Linked DNA regions of Mus musculus: region 2 is linked to region 1. A link is a contact called in public Hi-C data. All regions are on one chromosome and are shown on one strand. The core of a region is the stretch at or near the end of the contact, and the rest is flanking DNA. Distances in the headings are between cores, read along the strand shown. Region 1 overlaps Vwa8 (von Willebrand factor A domain containing 8). Region 2 holds the start of Cnmd (chondromodulin).

Region 1 (6,845 bases), core at 1,198-3,697:
CATGATCTTTCTCTCTCTCTCTTCCTTCCTTCCTTTCTTACTTTTTCTTTTTCGTTTTGGTTTTTGGTTTCTGGATTTTTTGAGACAGGGGTTCTTTGTATATCCCTGCTAAGATTATAATATACCCGATTTTATAGAAAAAGAAATTAAGTCCTAAGAGGTGGCATGAGTCCTCAGGGAGACGTGCTAACGGTTCAGGAACGAGGACCTCCTTCCTGGATTACAGGCTGGAGGACATTTCTCTGTACCTGTGGCTTCAACAGGACCCACACTGTGTCCCATCTTTCAGGTTATGCCACCTCATACAATGCTTCTCATACAAGACTTTCCTTTGAGGGTCAAAACTCTTCTAGTGCAGATAGCCAACTGACTGTTTTTTAATTGTCATTCTTTTGGGAGGGTGACATTAGCAGAGACAGCTTATTCAGAGGTTGCACACTTCAGGGGCTCGGATGATGGCTCGGTTGGTGACGTGCTTGCCATGAAGCCTAAGTTCAGTCCCCTAGAACCCATGGGCGATTGGTGCACATCTGTAATCCCAGCACAGGATAGTCTCTGGAGCTGCTGGCTTGGCTGTCTAGCTGAATCAGTGAGCTCCAGGTTAAATAAGAGCTGCTCACCTTGACCTCTGGCCTCTATGTGTGCATACATGCACCTCCCACAAAAAAGATAGCATGCTTCCGAGGGAAAGAAGCAGGCCAGGGAGGGGCTAAGCAGCTCAAAATGACCCGGCTATAAAGGACGAGCGTTATTGCACTTAAGGGTCATGGCTTGTGTACCCAACAAGCCAGGTTTGGTCAATTGTCCTCAATAAGCTAACTAAAGAAGCCATACTAATAGTAAAAGCAGAAAACAGGCATTATTCAATGTGGCAATACTGGGATGAAGACAAGGAAATCTATCAACTTCTCCAAGTCTACCTTGAGGGGCCTTGACAGAGGGTAGAGTTTTAATAGGAGGCAAGAGGCACATGGTAGTTCAGCTATGAAAAATGTCACCAGAGTAAAATGACTTCAGAAGCTGCTGGAACCACTCATTCTCCCCTCTTTCTGGAGTCAATTTGTTGTGGGTGACAGACACCCTTTCTTTTTATCCCTCTGTGACTGTCATAATGCTGCCGTCCTTAGGTGTGCCCTGACAAGCCAGGGTCAGCCACCCATCCTAATCACGTAACCAAGGAGCCTGGATATTAGTGAGAGCAGACAAAGAGAGGCACCCAATGCGGTCATGCCGATGAAAGGACAGAGGGATCACTGGACCCCTCCCCATGTCTGTCTTTTTAACTACAGTTCTGCAAGACTAAACTGACAGGAACTGCTCAGGAGATGGAATTCTAACATTGACTAGGCTGAGGCAGTTCTGTTTTAAGCTCGCTGACACCCTCTTGTGGTCAGCAGAATAATTTTAGTTAAGTATAAATTGGGAGTGATTTAGAAGTTAGTGCTTAAATATAACAAGATAAATAAGGGTAAAATGACATTTTAAAGGTTATTATATTATTTTAGGCTTTAGCCTATGCTTAGAGGCAAAAATATTTCCAAGTGTCTCTTCAAGAAACATCAAGGTGAGAATGGATGTTTTTCTTGTGGTGCTGTTCATAAAAGAAATACTATTATAATTAAGAATAATGTTCAACATATGTGGTAGTAGCCATATTACCACCAATTCCTTAGGCTTTTTTTCTAATGCTGTAAATGAAAGAATATTCTGTGATTCTCTGGATTTCACTGGTTTGTGTATGGATAAGAATCCTATTTGGGGAACTTCTCCAGAATGTTGCCTTATCAAGATGCACTCCATGAACACAGCTCTGGAATGGGGTGTGTGAGAATACCCCATGGAGAAGCTGGCGAACCTGCAGCTAAGTGAAAGTAAGTTTACAGATGCCCCCTTTGTATTCAAATGCTGACTTAAGAGTCAGGGATAACTAGAGCAGCAAGGCAAATAAGGGTAGCCATACACCTGTTACCTGGGGCTAACAGCCAAGGGGCCATCATACAGACAGAGGAGGGAGGGAGGGCCTTTCTAACTTAGCATGCCAACCAGTGTGGACAGGAGGAGTGGTGGAGTAAGACATCACCACTTGGCAACCATCACTGTATTCGTACACGCAGAGAATGCCAAAACAATGGATGAATATTGACAGGTTTGGAACACACGCCACAAACACCCATCCTAATCATAATGGGAAATAGCGCTCGCTCCAGGTGAATCCCATCGGAGAGAACACCTCCACCTCACCATCGGTGGACCAGTTCTCCGTGCCGGATAGGGCACACTGAACGGAGCCATGTTGTCAGTGACTTTCCTGCCAAAAATTCGTACTCTGGGTCCCGAATCAAAGGATGTTTTACAAAACAACAGGTTGTGGTCTTCAAAATACCACAGAGAACCAGTTATGAAAGCCAGCAAAATGAGGAACTGATGAGACAGAAAGACACCAAAGAGGCCGCTCTTCAACTCCTTCCTGTTCTCACTGGGCACTGGAGCTGAATACGGTCTGGGGACAAGGCTTCTACACTGTATCAATCTCACATTCCTGAGCTTGAGGTCTGGATGGAGGCCATGCCATGTGCCTGGGGAGGAAATACTCCGGTATGTAGAACTAAAGGATATGTACATTTTACTTTCAAGCAGTTAATGAAAAAGAGACACATAGGCACAGGTATCACATGTAACACAGAGAGAAATTAAAAAGACTTCATAAACACAGTGTTTATGAAGGTAAAAAAAAAAAAAAACAAACAAACAAACCAAAGCAAACCAAAATCAAAACGGTTAAATTCCCAAAGGGCAGAAATCCTAAACAGAATTTGACTCCTAATAACGTGACCCCGTGCCCCGTTCTCATTCAAGGCATGTCAGTGCAAACAGATTCCCCTCACATTTAGAGAAGATCAGAACATGTAGTGATAAACTTGGAGGAGAAAATTCGAGATCTATTTTTAAAGGACATTCTATTGGAGTTTTAGGGAAAAAATCACATACATAAATAAATATTAAAATATACTTCTATTTGCCACACATCATCCATGCATGCAAGCATCAGGCATCTGTCGTGGAGTTGGGCATTGGCGAGAAGTGAGCTATTTTCAGAATGGTTAACTAATTCCTGTCATACTTTTACAACAAACCCAGCTTACTCCCACCACCAATCCAGAAGCTATAGGGGAAGAACAACCATTGCAATAGTAGATCCTGTTAGCCACGAGACAGTTCCTCCACACTATGGGCCCCTCCAAGCCAGGCCAGGACACCGCAGTTTCTGGTGGTACATTTTCATCAATAGGAATTCAGTGTGGTTAAGGAGATGGTTTTCAATCGAGCATAGTGCTTTTCCTTTGGGTTAACACAAGGCCTATGTAAGTATAAGATTTTCCAGGAGGGGTATAGGAGAGTGTTCTTTATGGGAACATTGCCCAACCCACACCAGCAATGAAGAATGTATTGAGTTTAGCAGCTTAATCTTCACTCCTAAAATAAAATGCAATGAGAATTACTCAGCTTTAAGTAGCTCATTCTGTGATCAGCTGATAGAGTGTCTGGCATGTATAAAGCCATATGTGTATGTATGTATGGTTTATATGTATATATATATATATATATATATATATATATATATATATGTAAGATGTATGAAGGGTCTGATTCTCAGTATAGCAGAAACAAGATGTGGTGGTATATGCCTGTAATCCCAATACTTGGACACAGAAATAAGAGGATCAAGTAGGTCTTTCTTGGATAGATAGCCAGTTTGAGGCTAGCCTGGGCTACATACAACTATGCATCAAAAAGAAAAACTGGGTGAAGCTCACTAAATGCAAATGTATTCAGAACAGCAAAGAAAAAGTTGGCAAATTTTATCCTGGCAACGATAAAGCCTCATAAGAGCCGTGGTGCCACTTGATGGTGAGTATGTGAGAAAGGAGCTAGCCCTGAGGAAGAACAGCTCTCATGCGTGCTGACTCCTAGCTATGAGCTGGACACTTTTACTCTGGGATTTCCTGGTTCTATGAGACAGGAAATTACCATTTATAGCTTAAGTTAGTGTTAACTAAATCAATGTTCCTATTAAACATCATCTTACATTCTGTCTTTTTTTTTTTTCCTTCTGAGACATAATCTCATGTAGCCCAGGCTAGCCTCAAACTTACTATGTAGCTGAATCTGGCCTGGAATTCCAGACCATCTTTCTACCTCTTAAGTCCTGGGAGTAGAGGTGTGCTACAACACCCTGGTATGGTTTTTTTGTTTTTGCTAAGATACAAATGTGTGCCTTCATCTTGCACAACTTTTGATTCCACAATGAACCTGCAAACACATAGATAATAGCTTTTTTTCTTCAAATGCATAAGGAGAATTACTGTTTTAACCAGCGGCCCAACCCTATTTATTTATCCTACAAATCATAAGTGGCGTGCAACACAGCTGTATCATAACCATAACTACAATAAAGGGCTTGTTCAGCATAAAGGGCTCATTCTAAGAGGTCTTCTAGAATTGTCTACTTGATAAAATATTTTTTAATAAAAGTAAATTTTGAGGGCTACTGGGTTAAACTATTTGTTTTCTTTACAGTGGGTATCCCCAACAACAGATGTACTAACTGACTTAACCTGTAAACATCTTCTCAGTTACAGTGTCTTGCAACGGCTAGCACATAGGCTCCTGTCTTAGTCAGGGTTTCTATTCCTGCACAAACATCATGACCAAGAAGCAAGTTGGGAAGGAAAGGGTTTGTTCGGCGTACACTTCCATGCTGCTGTTCATCACCAAAGGAAGTCAGGACTGGTACTCAAACAGGTCAGGGAGCAGAAGCTGAGGCAGAGGCCATGGAGGGATGTTCTTTACTGGCTTGCCTCTCCTGGCCTGATCAGCCTGCTCTCTTATAGAACCAAGACTACCAGGCCAGAGATGGTTCCACCCACAAGGGGCCTTTCCCCCTTGATCACTAATTGAGAAAATGTCTTACAGCTGGATTTCATGGAGGCATCTCCCCAACTGAAGCTCCTTTCTCTGTGATAACTCCAGCTGTGTCAAGCTGATGCAAAACTAGCCAGTACAGCTCCCTAGAGAACAAAGTTCCTATGATGCTGCACTGAAAGACAGCTGACTGAGCGAGCGCACTGCACTTTCAGACCTGTAGCTTCCCACTTGCCCAACCATTCTGCTGTGCCTCTCTCCCTGCATCTAACAACCCCCATGGCTTTAAATGCACGTCCCTGGTCAGGATCATAACTCACACTAGCTTGAAGCTCTGACCTTTAATTTCAAACGGCAGCAGAACACTGTTACCGGAGTATCAGCCCTGCAATCTCACCACCATGAACACAGCATATTCAAAACACTCGAATGGCCAGGCGTGGTGGCGCACGCCTTCAATCCCAGCACTCCGGAGGCAGGGGCAGGCGGATTTCTGAGTTCAGGTCCAGCCTGGTCTACAAAGTGAGTTCCAGGACAGCCAGAGATATACAGAGAAACCCTGAAAAAAAACCCAAAAAAATAAAAAACCAAAACACTCGAACGCCATTTCCTTTCCAGTGTCCAGACTGCCTCGGTGTTCAGGCATTTTGTCAGACACTAACCTACAACTGCCTACAGTTCCTGCCCTCTCCAGCCAGCCTCCTCCAGCACACCGAGTCATCACCTGGGCCTCATGGCTGTTCACTGGAGAGGCTGGTTCCCATATGCTGATCAATACCAAGGCCACCCAGCCTCTAGTAACCCATAGCAACTCCCACTCAAGGAATCAGAAAGCCTCACCCAGCCTTTATGCACTCTGGTCTCTTTCGCCCTGGACTCCACTTGTTAGGAGAACCATTTACTTGAATCAGCCTTGTCTAAAAGCATTCAATGATAACTAATGGCTGCCTGGAGGGTGAATTTCCTTCAAACTGTTTTGAAAAATGTTCTGAGTGCACAGACGGCCCAGAACCTCACCCACACTGTTGCTAAGCTCATGTGCATCCTGTAGCTCCAGGCTTACCCTCACCTTGGCTTTGCTGCACATCCCACGCCATCCTGGGGATACCAGGTTTGAACCTGGACTTGCCCTCTGGGCTTTGTGCTTGGCTATGGCTCTGCTCTCGGCTCCTGTGGTTCCTTTTCCTGGTCATACCTGGATTTGTGGCAGAGCTCTTCCTCTTGTTAAGAGAGCATGCCATGCTAATTCTTACACCTATGTCTGGACCCGTGGGCTTTAAAGTGCTGTCGTAAATTGTTCTCTGCTTACTCAAACACATCTAATCAAAGAGCCAAGCCTTGACTAGAGAAGTAACTCGGAGGTAGAGAGCTTGCCTCACATACAGGCCCTGGGCTTATGTACCTGAGATCCCAGTACTGTAAGCAAGAGCACGGCACAGGCCTCACAGGCCTTCATGAAACACGGAACTAACTACATACAGTTTGGCACCACCTGGCTCCTTGCTTCGATTTCGTGATTAGCAGCCACATGGACTACGTTCCCTATAGAAGGTCCTGACGGTGGGTTCCCAGGAAGTGCTCCACCAGGAGCAGCTGGCTAAATGACTTTCAAAGGTGTCACGTACCTATTGTTTGTCTATAATTCAATGCATGACAACCTGCCAATGGCACAGCTTGGATTGCCATCATCATCTTAGGAAACTGTGGTTTGTTGAACTTCCTGAAGCCAGATTTGATGACACTGTTGTATGGTTGGTTATAAATAAACGAGAAACACGGGGTGGGAGGGCCAACCAGTAGAATGCTAAGGATGAGAGTCCAGCAGTTAGGCCGTTAGACTGCAGACTGGAAACATGGCAGGAAGCCATCTTTTCCAAGAAAAGCTGTTTTATGCTGATAAATATGTAATTTGGGGTCTTTTG
Region 2 (6,845 bases), core at 3,123-5,622, 540 kb before region 1:
TTATACTGGGGCATCTCTATATTTTTCTATCTTTGGGAGGGTTTTCCACTTAAAATATTTTAGAGGTTGTCTAATGTCAGTATATGCAAAGCTACCTCGTTCTTCTAAGTGGCTGCCGAGGTCCCACTGTGAGGTTACGGCTTCAGTTCTCTCTGGACACTAAGGATCTTTCTAGCTTTTGTTCTAACAAACATGTGACAGTGAGCATCCTGCCTTGTGAGTGCTTTTGCAGAATAAAACCCACAGAATGAAATTGCGTTTTACATTTTGAAATCAAATCGTTCTCTGCAGAAGTCGTACCGTCTCATCTACCCACAGCAAGATATAAGAAGGCCTTGTTTCCCCCTCAGACTATGCAAGACTTTTTTAGACAAATGTTTTTTTTATTTTTGCTACTTTGAAAGGTGAAAAATAAAAATTTTAAACCTTTAAATTTTTAAACTCCATACACATTTTATAATGGTCACCCTCTCCTGCCCCTTCAAACTCCCCCGTACCCCCCACATTCCTCTCTCAAGTTCATGTCCTCTTGCTCTATAATTTATATGCATGTGTGTGTGTAGCCTAGAACCTGCGACTACGTAGGTCATAGACCCTTGAATCCATTTGGCTAAACTGATGTGATATCCAACTATCTTCTAAATCTTACCTTCTCCATAGATCAGTGTGGCTCTCCACCCTCATCAAGAAGCATCTTCAGGCAGCAGGAAGGGAGCGGTGACAGAGAACCACAAGGAGTTAAAGTGCAGAGAATACGTGAAGGTCTGGAGCACGTCACCAAATCAGACATCCTAGTGCAGTCCCATACACTGGTTCAGAGAGCATCTTGGAAGAAGAGGTGGGAAGATTGTAAGAGCCAGTGGCTGGGGAAGACTGCTGGAGACAGGGGCTGGGGAGGACAGCTGTAAAATGATGTCTTCTCAACATGACAGGGATGTTACCCCCATGAACCCTCAACAAGGTCTATACCAGTTAACTAATCTTCCACCCTGGATGGGGAAGGTCACCCAAGGCCCTACCTCTAGTTGAAAAGCTAGAGGCTTCTGGTGTCAGTGGGGAGTGGAGGGGTACTCGTTTATTTTTTTCACGGACAAGCCCCCTGATAGGTTGTCCTTGCCCTACGTTCAAATGCACATGGGTAGCGCTAAAGGCACACTGTGGATCTGCCCTATGGTTTTACTCAAGCACTTCTTCTCTTCCAGCCATTTGTGTTTCTCCCTCTGTAAGTCATCTCTTCCTACCTTTTGCCTGGTTGGAGATGGTCTCTTACAGATCCTAGAACCACTCTATATTATAAAAGTGAATTCCCATATATGATACTAGTGGCACCTATGTTTAGTCGCTGTGTAACCTCTTGTGATACATGTTATATGCCCAATAAGACAAATGCTGTTCTGTAGGTTTCCCCTGCCTCCTGACGGCAAAAAATCCAGAGCCCTTCACGGTTCTCATGGTTTTCAACTTTGGACTCTGCTGAACAATCTCTTTCAACTATATGCGGTCTGTACTAAGACTCGCCTTCTCTGTAGGGTCTCTGGTTTCCCGGAAATTCCTGGGACCGTGTTCTCAGGAAAGGCTATCTGCTTATCCTCATTCAGCAGAGGCCAGGAGAAGCCCAGCTGGATCTCACTGGGCTCTACCCCTGTACCATCAGTGGGATGTGCAGGCAAGGATTTTACACACATCCAGGGGGTGTGCAGGCAAGGATTTTACACACATCCAGGGGGTGTGCAGGCAAGGATTTTACACACATCCAGGGGGTGTGCAGGCAAGGATTTTACACACATCCAGGGGGTGTGCAGGCAAGGATTTTACACGCATCCACAGGGTGTGTGCAGGCAAGGATTTTACACACATCCAGGGGGTGTGCAGGCAAGGATTTTACACACATCCAGGGGGTGTGCAGGCAAGGATTTTACACGCATCCACAGGGTGTGTGCAGGCAAGGATTTTACACACATCCAGGGGGTGTGCAGGCAAGGATTTTACACACATCCAGGGGGTGTGCAGGCAAGGATTTTACACACATCCAGGGGGTGTGCAGGCAAGGATTTTACACACATCCAGGGGGTGTGCAGGCAAGGATTTTACACACATCCAGGGGGTGTGCAGGCAAGGATTTTACACGCATCCACAGGGTGTGTGCAGGCAAGGATTTTACACACATCCAGGGGGTGTGCAGGCAAGGATTTTACACACATCCAGGGGGTGTGCAGGCAAGGATTTTACACACATCCAGGGGGTGTGCAGGCAAGGATTTTACACACATCCAGGGGGTGTGCAGGCAAGGATTTTACACACATCCAGGGGGTGTGCAGGCAAGGATTTTACACACATCCAGGGGGTGTGCAGGCAAGGATTTTACACGCATCCACAGGGTGTGTGCAGGCAAGGATTTTACACACATCCAGGGGGTGTGCAGGCAAGGATTTTACACACATCCAGGGGGTGTGCAGGCAAGGATTTTACACGCATCCACAGGGTGTGTGCAGGCAAGGATTTTACACACATCCAGGGGGTGTGCAGGCAAGGATTTTACACACATCCAGGGGGTGTGCAGGCAAGGATTTTACACACATCCAGGGGGTGTGCAGGCAAGGATTTTACACACATCCAGGGGGTGTGCAGGCAAGGATTTTACACACATCCAGGGGGTGTGCAGGCAAGGATTTTACACACATCCAGGGGGTGTGCAGGCAAGGATTTTACACGCATCCACAGGGTGTGTGCAGGCAAGGATTTTACACACATCCAGGGGGTGTGCAGGCAAGGATTTTACACACATCCAGGGGGTGTGCAGGCAAGGATTTTACACGCATCCAGGGGGTGTGCAGGCAAGGATTTTACACGCATCCAGGGGGTGTGCACGCAAGGATTTTACACACATCCAGGGGGTGTGCAGGCAAGGATTTTACACACATCCAGGGGGTGTGCAGGCAAGGATTTTACACGCATCCAGGGGGTGTGCAGGCAAGGATTTTACACGCATCCACAGGGTGTGCAGGCAAGGATTTTACACGCATCCAGGGGGTGTGCAGGCAAGGATTTTACACGCATCCACAGGGTGTGCAGACAAAGTGCCTTAGACTGATCACTAGACTCTTTTTGCCATCAAGCTTAACAGTCTAAACACTGTCCCTCCCAACATAGCCCCTCACCCGGTCTTCTGCAATTCTCATAGTCCTGGTAGGTCTGAAATCATCCCCTGAGACTCAGCAGGTGCTGCCAGCTCTGTGGTGACAGTGACAGTGTTTTCCATTCCTCTCTTCCCTTGCAGCCCCACATCCGAGCTCTTAGCCTAAGAGCCACATCTCCACGCAACAATGCCTTTCTTGATCCTTAAACACTCTCCTGCTGCAGCCTTGCACATCCACGGTCCCTCTGCTCAGGACCTCCCAAGCACCAGCCCTCAGTCACTTCTCAGCAGAGAGTTCTAAAACAACTAAATTTCCCAGTGTGAATTGAGGAGCCCTGGCTCCAAGTGAGGTACCACGGAAGAAGACATTTTCTTCAAAGGTGGGTACGTGCCTCAGAGAAAAGCATGCCCGGGACCTCATAAAATCAGGAGCATTGGCCAATACCTGTGCTCCCAGCACTCCAGAGATGGCGGGAGGAAAGTTCAAAGTTTAAGGTCATCCTCAGCTACATATGGAGTTCTGGGTCATCCTGAGCTACATGAGACTGTCAACAACAAAAAAGCAAACCATGTTCTCTGTCCACTTAATGGAGCTATTTACTACATATATGTAAATGATACGTAACCACCTTTTATTTGTTCCTTTGGTCGTAGCCAATCAGTGTTTGGGAAACACATTTTCTGCTGTTTAATCAGTGTGGACTTAACTATAGGCATTTTCTTTCATTCCAGGCTCCCCGTTTCCTCTGCTTCAGGACCCTTCTGCTTTTGCTGCACTGTTGCAGCAATTAAACCCCTCCCTTAGAGGACCCAGTGGCAAAGGCCATCTCCAACATTCTGCCCCATGCTCTAGTTCCAGGGGAGTCCAGCAGTTCCCACCTCCAGCGGAAACCCTAGTAGAAAGGGTATCTTAACATTGGCACTTGAGACAGGCCCCCCATCTCTCATCACACTCCCCTCTCATTCTGCTTCCAGGGCCCCTTGGAGAAATAGGCTCCAGCCAGTGTCACACTGCAAAGCCCTCTGATACTCTAAGAAATCCTGGCAAGCTAGTAACTGGGGGTGCTGGTGGGGTTCCAAGGCTCAACATCCCTTACATACTCAAACCTGTCTGGATGTCCCTCTGGGTTTTTGGAGGGGAGAGAGTGATGGGGAGGACACATCTGAGAACACAGGATAAGCTGAGTAGGCTGCTCCAGGGTGGAGGGAAGAGGGAGGGGAGAGGTGAGGTGCTGGAAGGGGTGGGGACAGAAGGGCTGGCCAGAGCAGGACGCTGCTGTTGCTGCTGCTGCTGCTCCTGCTGCTGCTGTTGTACAGGGGGCATTCGTTGTAGGGACAAGAGGACAGTTGGAACAGTTAGGACAGTGGGATAGGGTCTTCGCGTATCTTACTTCTCCATCTTCAGCCATGACAGAGAACTCAGACAAAGTTCCTATCACCATGGTAGGGCCTGAGGACGTTGAGTTTTGCAGTCCCCCGGTGAGTACCTCCTGGGTCCCCAGGACTGCTGTGGAGTAAGTCCAGACACAGAGACCCCGGCTTCCTGTGGGTGCCAGGTCCACTTCTGGGATCAGGGATTTGGGCCTTTGGATGTGTGGTGATGAGGGAATCAAATGAGAATGTCCAGTGTGGGGGGAGAGTGTCAGGGTACAGAGGATCCACCACAGGCGTGGAGCAGAGGGTGCAGTACTAGGGGGCCGGCCTAGGGAAGAGTCTGCTATGGTACTTCCATGTCTGAGGACAAGGGACACTCGCAAGGCAACCTCTGAGTGTTCTTGGGGCCAAGGTTTCCTACTCCAGTCCTCGCGGTTCCCCCGGGACAGGATGCAGGGATCGCGAGTGTGGGTGGCACGGCAACCAGTCCATCTCCTGCCCCGCAGGCGTACACCACCGTCACCGTGAAGCCCTCCGGGAGCCCAACACGGCTGCTCAAGGTAGGAGCTGTGGTCCTCATTTCTGGCGCGGTACTGCTGCTCTTCGGGGCCATCGGGGCCTTCTACTTCTGGAAGGGGAATGACAATCACGTAAGTTCAACGAGTGACTCCCCAGTTGGGATGCAAGGGCCGCCAGGTGCGCAGGGTGGCCGAACCCCTAGGTGGAGCCAGAGCGCTGCTCGGCCAGCGGGCACAGCCTGCTGCTCCCTTTGGTCCCCTTGGTTCTCTTGGACACCTCCCTTCTCAGGTCTAGCCTAAAGTGGGTACAGGGTACAGGGTAGGCAAGCTCAGGGTTCCTAGGCTGAAAACAGAAACGGGGACTGTTCGAGAACGCCCTGGACACTGTGGGAAAAGCCATTTTCTGCCATCCCAGCCTAACGCAGCTTACCAAGCAGTTGTGAGGCAGTGGGTAGGGCACGTGACCTCTCTGAGCTTCTTCTCCAGAAAGAAAGAAATGAAAGTAAATGATCCTTGATGCCTGTCCCAGCTGAGGAAAGCCATAAATTTAAATAGGACAAAGGGTAGAAAGAATATTCAATCCTACAGCTGAGGGAAACTCTTTTAACAAGAAAGTTCTCCTGTTTGTGACCTATTTATTCATTCTCCCTATTCTGTGTTAAAACAAAAAGTCAGACTTCCTTAGAGGTAACAAATCTCTTTTAAGAATCAGTGTGCTCACCTGTGATTTAATGGCAACAGTCTCACTAACGACTCTCCTCCCTTTATGTGCTCATTGAGATTAAGGCTGGATAGACTCTCTCAAGGAGTATAAAAAGCGTTTCTGTCTGAACTGGGCAGAGTTCCAATGCGTTCTCTAAATACCTGAGTGTGTCCACCTATGTAAAAGGGGACATTTTATCTTGATGACCATTGCCATACCGGGTATAAGCTTATTCCAGCTAATGGAAAAGAATTCCATCTCCAGGGAGCACACAAAGGGCTCTTTCTTAATCACTGTCCTCCAAGGTTCGCTGACTGCCTCTTTTCCTCCTCTCCCACCATGAAATTCAAGGCATGAACAAATTCCAGTACTTAGAGAAAATGGTGCTGAAAGCAATTCAACCATTTTACACAACACATCTTCTGCAGTCACTGCATAATTTGTATTTTTAACTCAAAAGCCTCATGTAGATAAGCAAGCCATTTAGCACAGAGTCTGTTTTAGAGACTATATCAAATTTACAAGCATCAATTTGTAAGATCGGAATTGCGCTGTATTTTGTGTGGATTTGAAAAGTGCCTTAATGTATTTGTATTTTAAATATAGACACTGGTGGATGCTCATATGTGAAAGCACAGAATTTGAACATGAGAGTGATTTTAAATGTCTATGTCTCCATTAGTAGCAGGCTTGAGATTGTCACCCTTGGGGAAATTTGATGGTGTTAGAGTACAAATACTATCTTTTAGACAACAAAATCTCGATGATGAAAGTAATTTAAAGACAAAAAATAGCTTTGATTTTTAAGGGTTTTTTGTTTTGTTTTTGTAAATATTTTGGCCATGAAAGCAATACCATTTGGCATTTAATTAAAGACAAACATGGCTAGCTGACAAGCTTCTTAGAATAAGCCATCACCCTGAAGAAGTGGGCTCCCACTTCTCATATCTTTCATTTTCCTGCAAGATGTTTGGTTTAAAAGAGCAGTATTAAATTCTAAGAATATGGAGGAATAGTAAATCACATTTTATTGCTAACAATCAAAGTTATTGCTATTTCCTACTCAGACAGGAGAATGAAGAAAATCATGGCATTTTTGTTTTCTGGAAAAAAA

What was found. A called contact is a pair of places that touch in the nucleus more often than the background predicts.
Region 2: a Hi-C map of pro-B cells shows a contact between it and region 1, with 4 times the contacts expected there. The contact joins the promoter of Cnmd here to the enhancer-like site in region 1. A contact is called at or near these places in 1 of 39 promoter capture datasets (pre-B cells), 3 of 484 Hi-C or Micro-C datasets (CD4 T cells, CD8 T cells and pro-B cells) and 1 of 115 datasets of contacts at active chromatin or transcription factors (large pre-B cells).

The regions. Positions count from the first base shown.
Region 1 is chr14:79,119,268-79,126,112 of GRCm38.p6, reverse strand. All of the region lies in intron 37 of Vwa8 (von Willebrand factor A domain containing 8), which reads right to left. All of the region lies in intron 1 of Gm30970 (a long non-coding RNA gene), which reads left to right. Among named protein-coding and RNA genes, the nearest start is that of Gm30970, 13 kb to the left of the region's middle. Within about 2 kb of position 2,447, at least 73 of the 459 cell types and tissues checked have an H3K27ac peak or open chromatin away from gene starts, as enhancers often do. A contact at or near this core is called in pro-B cells, where this site is marked.
Region 2 is chr14:79,659,710-79,666,554 of GRCm38.p6, reverse strand. It overlaps Cnmd (chondromodulin), which reads left to right and starts at 4,372. Exons shown (of 7, transcript NM_010701.3): 1 at 4,372-4,615; 2 at 5,017-5,160. The coding sequence starts at 4,544. It overlaps Gm41218 (a long non-coding RNA gene), which reads right to left and starts at 3,622. Exons shown (of 5, transcript XR_874848.1): 1 at 3,582-3,622; 2 at 650-825.